Regions from separate parts of the Mus musculus genome. Here region 1 is linked to region 2. Evidence: chromatin contacts called from public promoter capture Hi-C data. All regions are on one chromosome and are shown on one strand. The core of a region is the stretch at or near the end of the contact, and the rest is flanking DNA. Distances in the headings are between cores, read along the strand shown.

Region 1 (3,292 bases), core at 192-2,691, 86 kb before region 2:
GTTGGTGCTTGGTCTGTTCTCAGGGTAACTCCCTTCCCAGCTACCCAACTCTATGGCCACGTCCGCGTCTTTTTTACCGCACCCTCTTGTGGGATAACCTTACCCCTCGTGCTGGCCTCGGCACTTTGAGGACTCTCAAGGAACATTTGCTGAGCGAGTGAGTGATGAAATCTTGCCTCTGACATCCACAGAGGGCTCCCGATACGGGTTCTCTTGCTTGGCCCAACTTTCCCGTCAAGGCCTGATAGGCATCATACACATTTGAATAATGACACTGGCTGGTGCTCATGGTAAGCCTTGGGGTACCAGCCCTGGTGGACAGTGCTTTACAAGCAGTGCTGAGTGCTATCTTTCCAGCAACACAAGGAAATTGGTATCCCCATCACCCTCATCACACCAGGACAAGTTTGAGGTTTGCTGAGGACAAGCGACTTGCCAAGGTTAAATCGTGAGGAAGGAACAGAGCTGGAATCTGACCCCAGTTCTGTGTACTGCCAATGTTCCTGCCTGGCCACACTGCCCCTCCTCAGGGTATCACATCTCCTGTTTTGCCCTTTGGACCTTGAGTTCTAAGGAGAAGGAACAGTGTCTTATGTGTCCTGGCATCTCCAGGGCCCAGCACAGGGCTGGGTGCAGGTAGGCGGCTATAAATGTTGATGAAAGAGATGGCTGGATGGACAGACTGCTGGTGTCTGCCCCAGCTCTGTTGCAAGTGGGGAGTTCCTGCAGTTCTACAGCACACTGGGGTGGGGGATGGGGGAGGGGTGGGGTTTAACTTGGGGCTGATCTTGTACCCGGGTTGTTCTGGTCATAAAACGCAAGGTGTGTCACCGTGGGGACACAGTGAGCAATGTGCCTGCCTGCCAGTGTATCAGATATGTCTTGCCAAACACAGGCAAAATGAAATGTCCTGGGAAGGCAAACAGCCTCCTCCCTCCTGTGCCAGAGAGCAGGATCATTGTGTTGTACCTACACGCAAGTTCCTCCAGTGTCCCCGCTGATGGCCATGAGAGATAACACGGGCCGTGTGTGTCTCTCTGAGTGACGAGCAGCTGTCCTGGATATGTAGGTGCTGTAGGGTCCCTAACGTGTAGCTGGGTCAGGTTATAATCTATCCAGGGAACAGGCTCTTAGGAGGGGTGAGATCTCCCAGCTCAGGGCTGCAGTGCTTGTGCCCCTAACATCAAGGACTGTGATCTGGGATTGGTCCTTCTGCTCCAAGCTCACTGTGTGTGTAGACCACCTGACTGTACTGGGGTGTAGTTATTGATGTATAACCAAGGCCCAAACGCAAATGGTGGGGGCACTTATTTTCACACATCTACCATCCGGTTTCCCAGCATGCCATTTGGTTTTGCTTACAGCGCCACCTCCAATGGGTTCAGAGATTCAATTGCAGACAGGAGCAGTGTTCACTTGAATTGGCCTTTGCTCTGTCTTTCCCTTTTACAGGGAGCAGTTCATTCAGGCTATTGATATCCCCATGCCATGGTTAGTGGCATGGAGTTAGTGTTAGCATTTGGCTTGATACCGACTTCTGCTAATCACCGTGCCCAGGGCAGGTCACTTCACCTGGCTGAACTTCTGCTTCTTCACCTACAGAGTGTTCTGGTGGCACACAGGTCAGTGGAGAGGGGCATGCATGTGGTGTTGCTCAGGACCAGCCCACTAATGGATTCCCTCAGGGAGGGCGAAGATGCCACTAGATCAGCCATCTGTTCTGTCCCCTGATACTTTGATATCCTAGCTGTCCCTGCATCCCTTTGATCTCCCTTCTTTGGCCTCCTCAGGACCAGGAGCCCTTTCCAATGTATCAGCTCACTTTTTCCTTGGTCCTCCCTGTTAGATGCTCAGGAACTTGTTTGGTGCAAGCTTTCTGTGCCACTTGCTCAACTCTGCACCGATCTGGGGCACAGCACCCCTGTGGACGTTTACCTCCCTTTCTGGGCCTTCACTGGGCCTATGGTTTCTTTCTTCCTGTATCTTTCCTTCCCTGCAAGAGTGTGTGTTGCATGTATCCCTGTAGTGGTAGTGTGTATATGTGTTGATGTATGTGGTATATATGTGTGGTATGTTTGGGGTATGTGTGGTATGTGGGTATAGAATGGTGGTGTATATGATCTGTACATGATATATAAGGTGTGTTGTATATATGTATGGCATGTATGATATATGTATATATATATATATATATTATGTGTAATATATATGTCTATAATGGTGGTATGTTCTGTATATACAACAAGTCTGGTATGTCTGGAATATATAGTGTATGTGGTATGTATGTTGTATGTAGTATATATGGTGAATGCATCTATACTGGTGGTGTGTGGTATTTGGTGTATATGCTGTGTCTATGTTTGTGTAGTGATATGTAACATACATGTGGTATGTATATGGTATGTATAGTATATATGTTATATGTATACAACATGTGTGGTATTTGTGTTGTATGTAGTGTATGTGGTATGTGCTTGTAGTGGTGGTGTTTATGATATGTGGTAAGTATATGGTATGCATCTGATATGTATGGTATATGTAGTGTATTAGCATGGATGTTTGGCATGTATGGGGCATGTGGCATTTATAAGGCATGTGTGACATGTATGTTGTTTGTTTATGGTTCATAGTATGAATGTAGTATGTATCTCATGGTGTATGGTATGTGTAGTATATGGTATGTGTTTTTGGCATGTGTGTTGTATGCAGTATGTATGGTATATAGTATGTATATAGTGTCTGGTATGTGCAGTATCTGTGATATATATGTTTAACATGTATGCTGTATTTGTGGTGTATGTGTGCTGATTCTACAAAGAAAAGTATGAATGAGTGTGGGCAATGCATCTGCTATATGCACTCACATAGCAGTGGGGGTGCCAGGTATCTGAGGCTGACATCTGAACATGTGTGTGTAGACAGGGCTCTCTGGCTGTGTGTGGAGTGAGTGTAAGGAGTGGAAAGGAGCATGAAGTGACTCTGGTAATGCCATATGCAAATGTCTATGTGTGTGTGTGTGTGTGTGTGTGTGAGAGAGAGAGAGAGAGAGAGACAGAGACAGAGAGAAAGAGACAGAGAGACAGAGAGAGACACACACAGAGAGAGAGACAAAGAGACAGAGAGAGAAAGTGTGTGTGTTGTCTCTGGTGTGAGACTGTGTGGTACGACATGAAAAAGTCACGTGAGCACATGTGTAGGAAGGCCAGCGTCCAGGTGCTATGTACAAGTGTGTGCATGACACTATAGAATGTGCAAAGAGGAGCTTGTGAGTGTGGTGAGTGTCATGAGTGTG
Region 2 (3,542 bases), core at 597-3,096:
GTGGAGATTAATGACTTATCACAGAAGGCCCCACGTTAACCTGGCTCACCCACAGGGAGTTTAATAGCAGGGCCATAGAGGGTGGCTTGTAATAGGTGAACAAATGCTGCCTGCTTGTGTGTGCCCATGATTCTCACTGAAGGGGACCTGTTTGGAGTTATAAGGGCTTGGGAACTGGAGTGGCTTTCTATTGGGAGAGAGGGTTGAATTGTTTTCAAGAATTCCTATGGACTTTCCAATATAAGATTTCTATGGGGGTGGGTGGGTAAAGGTTGATGCTGCTTCCGGTATGAGCATAACACTTCCCGAATGTGCCAGGTCCTGTGTGGATGGCTTTATGTTGAACTCTCACAACTGCCCTCTGAGGCATGTATTATTGAACCCATTTTGCAGTTGAGAAACATGGCTGGAGGCTGCAGGGCATTATGGGAAAGCAGGGGCTGCTGGGTCTGGGTTCTAATCCTGGGTGCGTGTTTCTTCATTATACTTATTTACTGCCCTGGGGCTCTAGGTGAAATGACAGCTGTTAATGGAAGACATAGATCCTTTGCAGAGTGGTCTCTAGGCTTATGATGTGTGGCACTTAGTAGGTACTCATTTAGAAGTCATCTAAGGAGCTGGAACTGTAAGAAGGGACAGGAGAAGAAGAAGCCACCATGAACATTGCAGACAAGGTTCCTGTATGAGCCTGCGGAGTTCAGTGGAGTTGGTTAGGAGGAATAGATTCAGGCTAGGGACGAGGTTAGAATCTCGACTTAACCATGGTGCAAAGTCTCAGGCTGAGAGTGCTGGGTGACGTGATGATGTGGGACACGGAAGGTAGTCTGGGAAATTCAGGCTAACAGCTATAACTACAGACCCAGCCTCCTGCTGGCATCCACCCTGTCTAGGACAGCAGCTGACTCGGAATGGGGCCTGGAGTTGCTAGTGTTGATAGTAGACTTAGCCCCCAGTGGGGCCGCAGGAGGCCTTTGACATTCTTCCTCTCAGCCCACTTGCGAATCTTTAAATCTCAGGTTCTACTTCTGTCCCCCATGACCCACATTTTGCCTGGATGATTAGAGTCTGGGGTCATAGTCCCTGCTGTTGGCACATGTCCAGGTGGAACTTTAAATGTCATGTCTCCCTGCTTTCTGGTCTTTGCACCCAGAGAAGATCTTAAGTTTTTTTTTTTTTTTTTTTTTTTTTTTTACAATTCTTCACCTTTACCAGAGACCTTTATGCTGCTTAGAAATCTGGCTTCAAATGGAATCAACCCCGATTAATACCTAGGAAGCTGGAATCTCTGAATCCTAACAGGAAAGAAAGGGACTTGCCTTCCAGTGGGACGAATTGCCCTTAGGAACACTTGAGATTTTGTTACCTTCTCAAAGCAGATTTGCTCATCCCCCTGCCTCATACCTTTGCAACCGCACCTTCTCCTTGCTCCATTTATTTCTGCAGGACACTGACAAGGCCCCTCCCCATCCATTCTAATACACCCCTTCGGTTGACATAGGGTCTTGCTATGTAGTTTTAGGCTTACCTTAAATTTGTGATCCCTCCGCTCAAACTCCTGAACACCAGTACATACCACTCTACCCTGTTTGTAATCTTCTTATTCATTACATCTGCTTCTTTCCTCTCTCCTCTTACTGAAAATAAACATACAGGGCTAAGATTTATTTTTCTTAATGCATCTACTGTTCTATCTTTGGCCATAAATAGCATCTGACACATAGTAGGTGTCTAGGAACAGCAATGAAGCTGATCAGTGAGTTTATTGGAGCCTCCAGAGATCTGAGCCTCCTACCCTGGAGTTCCTGCTCTGTCCTAGTCTGACTCAGGGACTCTGGTCCCTGGGCAACTCACCAGGGCTCATTGGCCCCTGACTTGGCTGTTCAACTTTGCCCCTTGGATTCTGTCTTGGCCTCTGGCCCAGACTTTCCAGGAAATCTGAACCCAGCCATCCCTAGTCTTGATTTGTTACTTCTAACTTATCTCTAAGAGCTCATGGGGCTCTTCTCCTCTGTGGGGCCCCAGTCGCACTGAATGCCTAGGCAGACTGGATCTGAAGTCAATCCTGAGGCCATCCAGAAGGTCTTCTTTTGGACAGTCAGTCAAAAAACACTGAGTTACAGAGTCAACTGACTTTAGCTCTCCCGGGAAGTGATGGGCTATGGGCAATGTTATGGGAGCTTGGTGGAATTCTGGAGCTCACCATTGGAGGCTGTGCGATGCTGGGTGTGGCAAACCCTTTGTGGTTAACAGAGTCAGGGCCCTGACTTTATTCCCCAAATCCCTCGCTATGTTTGATTGGGGGAGCCTCCATGGCTGCAGCACCTGTGTATGGGACTCCAAGCTGAAAATGAGGACAGGGGATGGGATTTATAGCCCTCTGCTCCACTGCTCTCCAACTGGGGTAACTCAGAGATGTGACTGACACTGGGGGACACATCCAGATCCTCTCCTCCTGGGTGTTCCCCCGGCTGGGTGCCCTTGAAGTCACCACTCCTCACAAACCTTCTTCCTGGAATGCTTTCAAGTGGAGGTGCTGTTGTTGCTGCATTCTCTCTCTCTCTCTCTCTCTCTCTCTCTCTCTCTCTCTCTCTCTCTCTCTCTCTCTGTCTCCCTCTCTCATTCCCCCTCTCTCCTTCCCTCCCTCTCTATCTCTCTCCCTCCCTCCCTCCTTCCCTCCCCACCTCTGTGTGTCTGTCTGTCTGTATATCTGTCCAACAAACTAAAGTTGAGAAACCTGATGCACAATTCCTGGCCAGTACTCTTAAAGCATTTCAAAGTCAAGGAAGGCTAAAAATAAGCATTAGCCCAAAGGGAGTTTAAAGAGCCAGGGGTATCAAATACAATGCATGGCCTGGGATGGTTGAACCAGGAAGAACACAGAGCTTATAAAAGACTTTAATTAACGCAATTGACAAAATGAGTATGTGCTTTGTAGGTGGAGTGTCGTTGTTCCAGCGTTAAATGCACTAGTTTTGACCATTATACCATGACTGTGTTAAAGAGCTCCCCTGTTCCTAGGTCATGCACATTGAAACGTTTAGTGGTAAAGATGTTTGGTGTCTCTAAGTTATTTCTCCTTTATTATCATCAGAGTTCTCAGCGAAGAGAGCAGGGGAATGATAAAGTCAATACAAGTTGGGCAAAATGTTGCCATTGGGGAGCCTGGATAAACATATACTGAAGCACCTTGTGTGTGGCTGCAATTCCTCTTTAAATTCAAAAGGACCAAAAGAATGGAAGGGGCGCCAGTCTTTGTGCCTGTTTGGAGGGACCCAGCCTAAGATATCCCTGAGCCTCAGTTTCTTCCCGTTTTAAAACAGATCATGTTTTCCCTCTGCAAGGATTAAAGCGGCAGCCAAGTGAGCCAAGCTTAACGCAGAGAGCCCGAAATCCTGCGTTCTGAATCACAGAGTCTGGGATGCTCCAGATTGCTAGCCGCATCCTTCAGGGTTTCAGAGTGCATGCTGCAGTCTCTGCTGTTATCTCTCTCCTGGCCTGTGCTCTACTTTCTCACTCTGCAGCTCTGCTTGTCTTTTTTTTTT

The links. Promoter capture Hi-C pulls out the DNA fragments that hold promoters and counts their contacts.
Region 1: a promoter capture Hi-C map of liver shows a contact between it and region 2. The contact joins two enhancer-like sites. A contact is called at or near these places in 1 of 39 promoter capture datasets (liver), 8 of 484 Hi-C or Micro-C datasets (bone marrow-derived macrophages and liver), 4 of 115 datasets of contacts at active chromatin or transcription factors (bone marrow-derived macrophages, liver and microglia) and 2 of 9 other capture datasets (adipose tissue and liver).

Annotation. Positions count from the first base shown.
Region 1 is chr2:160,330,415-160,333,706 of GRCm38.p6, reverse strand. It overlaps Gm46773 and a transcript of Gm826 not described here. Among named protein-coding and RNA genes, the nearest start is that of Gm826, 4.6 kb to the right of the region's middle. Within about 2 kb of position 1,441, at least 18 of the 459 cell types and tissues checked have an H3K27ac peak or open chromatin away from gene starts, as enhancers often do. A contact at or near this core is called in liver, where this site is marked.
Region 2 is chr2:160,244,890-160,248,431 of GRCm38.p6, reverse strand. All of the region lies in intron 1 of Gm34805 (a long non-coding RNA gene), which reads left to right. Among named protein-coding and RNA genes, the nearest start is that of Gm34805, 3.3 kb to the left of the region's middle. RefSeq lists an enhancer at 3,275-3,542. Within about 2 kb of position 1,846, at least 10 of the 459 cell types and tissues checked have an H3K27ac peak or open chromatin away from gene starts, as enhancers often do. A contact at or near this core is called in liver, where this site is marked.